3 separate regions of the Mus musculus genome follow, and regions 2 and 3 are each linked to region 1. The links are chromatin contacts, called in public promoter capture Hi-C maps. All regions are on one chromosome and are shown on one strand. The core of a region is the stretch at or near the end of the contact, and the rest is flanking DNA. Distances in the headings are between cores, read along the strand shown.

The links. Promoter capture Hi-C pulls out the DNA fragments that hold promoters and counts their contacts.
Region 2: a contact with region 1 is called in a promoter capture Hi-C map of trophoblast stem cells, with 2.1 times the contacts expected there. The contact joins the enhancer-like site here to the promoter of Olfr1411 in region 1. A contact is called at or near these places in 9 of 39 promoter capture datasets (cranial neural crest, embryonic stem cells, frontonasal cranial neural crest and 6 more) and 2 of 9 other capture datasets (adipose tissue and liver).
Region 3: a promoter capture Hi-C map of embryonic stem cells shows a contact between it and region 1, with 4 times the contacts expected there. The contact joins the enhancer-like site here to the promoter of Olfr1411 in region 1. A contact is called at or near these places in 15 of 39 promoter capture datasets (the 3T3-L1 cell line, the C10 cell line, the HPC-7 cell line and 8 more), 34 of 484 Hi-C or Micro-C datasets (the Ba/F3 cell line, CD8 T cells, the G1E-ER4 cell line and 21 more), 1 of 115 datasets of contacts at active chromatin or transcription factors (bone marrow-derived dendritic cells) and 4 of 9 other capture datasets (adipose tissue, embryonic stem cells, embryonic trunk and 1 more).

What each region holds. Positions count from the first base shown.
Region 1 is chr1:92,595,155-92,597,854 of GRCm38.p6, reverse strand. It overlaps Olfr1411 (olfactory receptor 1411), which reads right to left and starts at 1,334. Exons shown (of 1, transcript NM_146490.1): 1 at 363-1,334. The coding sequence starts at 1,334. The coding sequence ends at 363.
Region 2 is chr1:92,082,825-92,085,524 of GRCm38.p6, reverse strand. All of the region lies in intron 2 of Hdac4 (histone deacetylase 4), which reads left to right. Among named protein-coding and RNA genes, the nearest start is that of Hdac4, 96 kb to the left of the region's middle. Within about 2 kb of position 1,389, at least 47 of the 459 cell types and tissues checked have an H3K27ac peak or open chromatin away from gene starts, as enhancers often do. A contact at or near this core is called in liver and trophoblast stem cells, where this site is marked.
Region 3 is chr1:91,962,498-91,965,197 of GRCm38.p6, reverse strand. It overlaps Hdac4 (histone deacetylase 4), which reads left to right. Exons shown (of 27, transcript NM_207225.2): 17 at 372-418. Among named protein-coding and RNA genes, the nearest start is that of Gm46242, 84 kb to the right of the region's middle. RefSeq lists an enhancer at 1-2,270. Within about 2 kb of position 1,352, at least 23 of the 459 cell types and tissues checked have an H3K27ac peak or open chromatin away from gene starts, as enhancers often do. A contact at or near this core is called in embryonic stem cells, neural stem cells and palatal mesenchyme, where this site is marked.

The DNA.
Region 1 (2,700 bases), core at 85-2,584:
GTTTCACTGGGAGATGTTGACAGTGGTTTCCACCCTTGCCTCAAGGACTCCTGTCTTAATACTCTGCCTTCTGTCAAAGCAAAATTGAAAGGCATTCATGATTATTCCCAGCTATGAACCATTTGCTTTATTGTGGCAAGCAAAATGCCTTACTCACATTTTATAAGTATCTGAATAATAATTTTCATTCATTAAATATGTGGTAGATGGTTACATGGACTAAACAATGGAGGAAAGGAATAAAGGTAGAATTCAGTAAAGCAGAAAAGAAAGAAAAACAGAATGAAAAGGGGGAAAAAGGCAAAATAAAGACATCGATTATCATCCAAGGATGTTTTCTTTCCGTCATGCTGACTTGATCCCTACTTGCCTCCTTTCTTCACAAGGCTGTGTCTCTGTCCCAGCCTCCTCAGGGCGTCCTTCACATCCTTGTTCCTCAGACTGTAGATGAGGGGGTTGAGCATGGGGATGACCAGGGTGTAGAAGACAGATATCACCTTGCCCTGTGCCATGGATGCCACTGCTCCAGGCTGGGCATACATGACAAACACAGTTCCATAAAACAAGGACACAGCCATCATATGAGAGCCACAGGTGGAGAAGACCTTGTGCCTCCCAGATCCCGAGTGCATCCTGAGAATGGTCACAGTGATGTAGCCATAGGAAACCAGGACAGCTAAGGTGGTGCTCACAATGATGAACCCACAGAGGCCGAAGAGAAAGAGCTCATTGAGAGCCGTGCTGGCGCAGGCCAGCTGGAGCAGTGGGGGAACGTCACAGTAGAAGTGGTCAATACGGTTGGAGCTGCAGAAGGGCAGCTGGAACGTGAGGCTGGTCTGCACAATGGAGTTCAGGCAGCCACCACAGTAGGTGCCCAGCACCAGACGGGTACAGGTTGTAGGGCACATGGTCACAGGGTACCTCAGAGGACTGCAGATGGCCATGAAACGGTCATAGGCCATCACAGCTAAGAGGAAAGCCTCAGTGGTAGCCAACAAGGAGAAGAAGAAGAGCTGAGTGGCACAAGCCTCAAAGCTGATGACTTTGGAGGTGGAGAGGAAGTTGGCCAGGGCATTAGGGGCAATGGCAGAGGAGTAACAGAGGTCGACAAAGGACAGGTTCTTGAGGAAGAAGTACATGGGGGAGTGCAGGCGGGCATCCAGGGTGATGACCACGATCATGGTGAGGTTTCCCAGGATGGTGACCACGTACAGGACAAGGAACACAGCAAAGAGCAGGGCCTGGGTCTCTGCACCCCCCCCAAATCCCACCAGCACGAACCCCTGCAAGGACACTGCTGAGAGGCTTCCATTCCTGTAGACTGCTATGGCCATGAGTGGGGGCAGCAGAAGAGAGGAAGGTGGAGGGAGAGAGAGGGAGCAGGTCTCATTGGCGTCGTCAGATGTTCCACAGCCTGCAGGAACCTGTTGGTGCCACTGTGCAAAAGTTCACCAGATGCTCTGCTGTGCTGGTCTGACCTGAAAGTGGACATTTCCTCTGACTTTTTTGTTCATGGGATGTGCTGAGCACTGTCTGTGTAGGACGCTGGACTGTGGATCTAAGGGTGCAAAGAGGCTTCCTGAGCCACGTGACTATTAGGTACAGACTTTGGCCTCCCTACAGCTGCCTCTGGGTTGCTTGCTATCCACCTCCAAGGACATTCCTGAGTGACACCATTCAGGAGCCACCCAAGAGCCCCACCCTACCCTTTCATGTTATTTACAGTCTGTAAAATGAACATGAGGATCTGCTGACCTCCCAGCAGCCAGATTGGGTCATCTTATCTTTACCGGGTTGGAAATCAGGGTAAGAAAATGACTCTTACCACCCTGAGGCCATGCCTTTGTTCCCTATAGGGCTCTGCTCTCCCCTAGGCAGCTCTTACTCTAGGCCTGGTCCATAAATGCAATGAACATGCAGCGCCTCTGCTTGCTTGAGCATGTTAGGGGTTCCTGTCAGTCAACACCTATATATGATGTGTGGGTGGCCTAGGCCCATGTTCTCTGAAACAGCGAGGCTGGTACCATGCATATTGGCTTCCAACTCGATCTCCCTGACATCTCTGTTACCTGTTTCACTTTGGCTTTGGGGGTTTACCTTTCCAGTTGGAAAAGCAGACAGGCTAGCCTCTGCTTAACACCTGCTGTCTATTCCCAGTCACTTTCTCTTCCTCTTAGGGATCAGAGCAGTAGGTGAGGAACACCCTCTTGGGACTGGTCATGGGACCATTCTGTAGGTCCCTGAGATGGATGCAGGAGGCTTCTGGAGTTGGGAGCCTAGATAGCTAGAGGCAAGTATCTGCTTGACATCACCTTTTGGGCTCAAGGATGCTGTGAACGAGATGGGTTCAGTTGTTGCAAAACTCACCACTGCCATCCTCCATATACAACATACAGTGCAGACATGGATCCTGGAGGACCCTGTTGGAGTCCACCATCTACTATGAAGTCCAGTTTCCCAGTGCAAGCACAAATGATCATTTTCTCTTCATAGGTACATGGGGCTTTTGTGCTCACTCTTGACACGCCCACCAGGGGAGTAGGGGGTCTCAGAACTAACCACACAGGTTTCCATTGTAGTAAACGTGATGAAAATATGCGTGCCATGTCTGGATTTTTGCTTCCTGCTGCAGCAAGGACAAACATGATCTCTCCAGTTTTCAAGGGATACAGGATACCCACAGAATCAGTGGAACAACTG
Region 2 (2,700 bases), core at 140-2,639, 510 kb after region 1:
TATTCTCTTGTTGTATATAGGGCTCCATCTCTGGCCTTTAGGGGCCCTTAAGCCCTTTTGATGTGACTTTGTAGTCTGTGATGGCTTCCTTGCTTTGTGACATCTTGTTATGCCGCACAGTTCCCATCCCCACACTGGAACTAACCATTTACTCGGTCCTCATCTCAGGATCTCTGATTACACCAGCAAAGTCACTCTGACATGGAAATAGACATTTATAGGCTGTAGGGATGAGGGTATGGACGCCTCTGAAGGCTGTTGTTGATCTTATCTTCAGAATATATGTGATGGCCTTGAAGGCAGCTCTCCTCAAGCCACTGAAGAAGGAAGAAACCCTTTGAGGAATTTGTCTGTAGGTCAGGAATAGGGTGTAAAACAGCAAGAACTAGTGTTGTGCTTGTCTCAGAATTGAAGGCCTAGAGTTGACCTTCAGCTTCTCATCCTGCAGGTACGATCATGCTCCACCAGGGTCAGATAGCACCAGGCTGTGGTACCTACAGCTAGACAGGCGCACCCATGGGTGGCTGGGAGATGCTATATGTATGCTACTGATGGTGCTCTTGTCCTGATTCTCATGGGTGTGAAACAGTGCCTCATCCTGGCTGCCATGTGCATCTGCTGAGGCTGGATGCTGAGCATCTCTCCATGTGGTCTTTGGCCATTTGCTCTCTCTTTGCAGAGATATCTGCTTAAGTCTTTTGCCTGTTCTCACTTGAGTTATTTGCCTCTTTATGCTTGAATTGTAGATGCTGATTGTGTATTCTGAGTACAGCTCCTTTATGTGATAGCCAGATAACCAATTCCTTTGTGGATAGTATTCTTTAAGACACACTGTGTGTAGCCGGGCGTGGTGGCGCACGACTTTAATCCCAGCACTCGGGAGGCAGAGGCAGGTGGATTTCTAAGTTTGAGGCCAGCCTGGTCTACAAAGTGAGTTCCAGGATAGCCAGGGCTATACAGAGAAACCCTGTCTCAAAAAACCAAAAAAAAAAAAGACACACTATGTGTGTGTATACTTGTGTATTTTGGGGTGTGCATGTATATGCATGCTTGCAGAGGTCAGAGGAAAACCTGAGATGTTGTCATCGGGAATGCTGCCTATGTGCTTTGGGGAAGGTCTCTCATTAGCCTGCAACTCACCAGTTAAGCTAGGCTGGCTAGCCAGTGGAAAGCTTCTAGTTTCAACCTCTCCATTGCTGGGGTTATAAGTGTGCCTCACCACACCCAGAATTTTTACGCTGGTTCTAGAGATGGAATTTACAAGGCAAACGGTTTACTGATTAAGCTATCTTCTTGATAACATCTCCCCCCACCCCCACCTTCTTCTGTAGTTTGTACTTTGCTGTCATATCAGATATTTATTGAACTCACTTTGGGTGGGGTGAGGTGTGGCCCTCTTTCTTGGGACCTAGGCTTCTGGCTTTTGTCAAATGTCAGTGCTGAAAGGCTTCTAGGGCTCTTAGGAGAATGCCTATTTTATGGCCTCACTGGCATCTGCTGTTTCCAGCGGCTAGATTTGTTTTCCCACAGTTGTTTTTAATTGAATGTCCATGAGAAAGTGGCCAAGTAAATTGAAGGTTTCTCAGAGAGAGCCGAGTTTCTTTGTTGGTTTTTTAAACTGTGCTTTTTCATCGTTATTGTGCAGTTTGTTGGAATCTGCGTCATGTAGTGAGTGTTCATTGGGGCTGGGATTGCTGGTCTTTTTGAGCATTACAGCATTAACGAATCCTTTCCTGCTCCGAACAAAAGTCCTAAAAAACATTCTCAAAGCTCTGTAATTTTCAGATGGCTCTTTCCCCTATTGATAGGTTAATCATGGGGCACAGAGCCACCTGGAACTCAGAAAGTAGACATCCAAGCAGAGTAACAGCAGGATTACAGGCAGGCTCTGGCACCTGGGATAAGGTCCCAGCACCTAAGACTGATTTCCTACAGCTCATGTCTGTCCCCTGAGAGTCCAAACAATGCCTGCCAGCAGATGAAAAGCTCTGAAGAGACCATGTGCAACGGTGGCAGATGCGTCATTGTAGACAGTCCCCGAGGATTCAGAGGTGTGTTCTCAGAACCCCAATAATTCCACAGGTGGGGACTTTTGAGACTAGTGCAAAACCCACACAGCACAGTGTAACTATTCAAAATCAGTACCCTGTGCCTGACCTTTGAGTTCTGCACCCTGCACTGCCTTAGGTGCTGACTGATGAGAGAAAACAGAAGGTAGGTTGTGTGTTCACCGCATACATGAGGTCTTTGAGTTGCAAGTGTGCTGGGGAGAGACTAATCAGGCTGTATTAAACCTTGAACTAGATATTTACTGTCTCTCTGACAGAAAGTGAGTCACTGTATTCTTAGGGTGGTATTATAGAATTTCCTGAATTTGGTTTCCTAAGGCCTGTGTATGCACTGGTCGGAACTGGAAGCCACTTCCACCTGCCTATGGTGCTCCTGGCTGGTGCTGCATCTCACTTTGGCAAAAGTGAGATGAAAAAAAGTGAGTGAAAGTTCAGCTACTTCCCCTTTGTGAACTTTATGTCACCGTGGTGCTTCTTGATTCTCTCTGCTCTTTTTTTAGCTCTGCATTTCTCCTTCTAGTTGAGCACATGATTGTCCTGTGGAAATGACAGATTTGTTCCTTCAGCTTGCTGGAGATTGTATTACTCAATGTAGAAGGTCTTTTCTGCTTTTGTTTTCTGTTAATTGACA
Region 3 (2,700 bases), core at 103-2,602, 630 kb after region 1:
CTAACCCCTAGATCTGCCAGCCCTCAACAGAAGAGGTTCTGTTCTGTAATAGGAACACTGTCAGGTACAAACAAGCTCCCCTACCCACAAGATGTATGGGCAGCATGGTGTCTGGACTGTGCAAGGCTGTGCCAACTCCTCAGGGGCCCACTCCCACCTCCTGTGGCTGCCTACCCATAAAACGCTGCTTCCTTTCAGACTCTGGCAGAGCCACTCTCCTTGCCCTTGCTGCCTGGTGGTAGAGTCTTGCAGCAGAGCCTGTGGGACTCTAAGAACCAGTCTTGTCCTAGGGTCCACAGCATGCTTTTCAGACTGGGCACTCACAGAGCCAGTGCTACCCTGATCTTCTGACCCTGTCCTTCTCCCCACAGGCTCGCTGACCTCAGTGTTCGTCAGGCTTCCTTGTGGTGGTGTTGGGGTAAGCATTTCTTTAATGTGTAAATAATGTCCTGTTTGTTCTCAGGGCCTCAGTGGTCACAGAAATCATTGCCTTGCTCTCTCGAGTGGGTAATGGCTGCCAGGTGTTTTCCATAAACAGTACTATGGGGTGGGCGGGGCCATCTGGGGCTTCAAAGGGACTGAGAGCGTTTTTGGTTTTTTTTGGTTTTTTTGTTTTTTTTGTTTTTTTTGTTTTTTTTTCACGGAACTCAGGCACCTTTCTTTGGGGAAGGTTGTCTAACAATGCATCTTACTAGGCCACAGCTCTTACGCACCTCATGTGTACACTGTGCCTCATGGCGTACGTTCACAGCAGTGCTACATGCTTGTCCATACAGGCCACAGAGGCCTCTTAGGGAATTGTGGACTTTTCTTGCCACGCTCTAGTTTGTACTCCAGATAGTTTTCTGTGCAGTGACCAGAGCATCCATGGGTCAGATGACATTTGTAAGACATTCTCTGGTTTATGGTGGCCTTGCATTTCTATAACCAGGTGATACGAGTAGCTAGTCACTTGGAGAACAGACTCAGACACACAAATGACAAAAAACTAGGCAGCCGTCAAGATATCTACTCCACCTGTGTAGACAGCCTTAGCTTGTGCTGCCAAATTGGCCTCAGGAGGCAGAGGTTCTGCAGTACTCTTGTCCCCTGGGATAAGAGAGTGGGACCAAGCCTCCTGTCTGATCTTCTGACCTTCAGAGTCACAACAGCGCCTGGTGTGTTGGGCCAACACATGGCCAAACTTGTCCTAGCAAAACCTGTGCTGTGTTTGATCACAGATTGTGAGGTGAAGCTGAGGTCTGGATTCTGTTATGGAAATGAAACAAAATTGTTTTCTTCCTGAGTCTTTACAGAAATCGCTGCTTTGAAAATTGCCCCGTCAGAAAGAGAATGATGGCATCTATTCATACTACCACCAAGCTCTCCTGGAGTTATTTTGTTTTGTATTGTAAATAGGCTGCAATCTCTTAATTCAGGGCAAATTTTTGGCCCAACTTGAAAAGATTTGGATTTGCACTGCCCTGCAGCCAGAGGGTCCTGTGCGAGGCAGCATTTATAATTTGCAAATGAAAACTAAATGCAAGCTCAGACCTAGGGGTCAAACCCAGGCAGACTCCTGCACAACTAACCCCAGATCTGAGGTCCAACCGGCATGCCAAATGAATGCAGGCGTACTGAACAGATGTGAGGGGAGCCCATGGGGCCCAGCCTGCAGAAGGGAGGCCCAGAGGCAGCAAGGCAGCCCAGAAGCTCTGACTTAGTGTCTCTTTGGGTCTCTGCTACAGCCATGGACTCAGTTTTCCTCCCAAGATTTCCAGGGCTCGCTCCCCCTCCACCCACTGAGGTGTCAGAAAGAGCAGTGCAGATGCTATGGGAAATCTGAGACCTGTGTGGGATGAGGAGTGGGGACCTAAGGGCAGGCCCCTCTGTACCTGGAAGCAGCTTCCCATTGCCAGTTCTGTCATATGGTAGTTCTTTTAGAATGTAAAAAACCAATCCTTATTCGCTCTGTTAAGTAAAAGTTTGAAATACTTTTGATCTTTTTTTTCCAAACCAAATAAAAACTCTTCTGTTTTGTTCACCTCATTATTGTGAACTTGAGACTAGTAAAGGCCTGTGTCTTTGACTTCCTGCTCCTGCCCTGCCCTGCCTGGAAATGTAGGCTGGCTTCTGCTGGCTTCTACCTCCTCCGACTGCAACTTGAGCCCCTCATTCCCAGGGCTCACCCAGATTTGCCACATGCTCCGTTGTCAGTATTCAGCTTCATTTCCCAGATATTTCTGTCTGTACTTCCTATAAAGCACTTTCCTCTTGCTCCCGTTAGCATCACCACCCTAACGGAAGCAGCTGGTAGACATAACTGGGGACAAAATAGCAGAAAGTCTTGCCATGATAGCAGCCTGGAATCCTGGGGTTTATTCCTTCCTCTCTGCAGAAAGGAGCTTGGTCAGGTTACAGACACTGACCTGTGATGCCCAGAGAGTAGTCTACAGAGAGTCCTGGAAGAACTGGCACATGTCATGTGTAGTCCCTTCCCCATGTCTTAGACATGCTCTTTAATAAAGTCAAGCTCAAGCTGGAGAGATGACTCCATCCTTAAAGGCTAGGCTCACAACCAAAAACATAAGAGTTAAGTTCCCAGAACCCATGGCTGTCTCTCCAGCCACCAAAAAAGTACAAAGAAAAAAATAAAATAAAGCTAGGCTTTTTCTTCACACATGGGAAGGAAATGATCACTGAGCTTATAGCCTCCAGCCT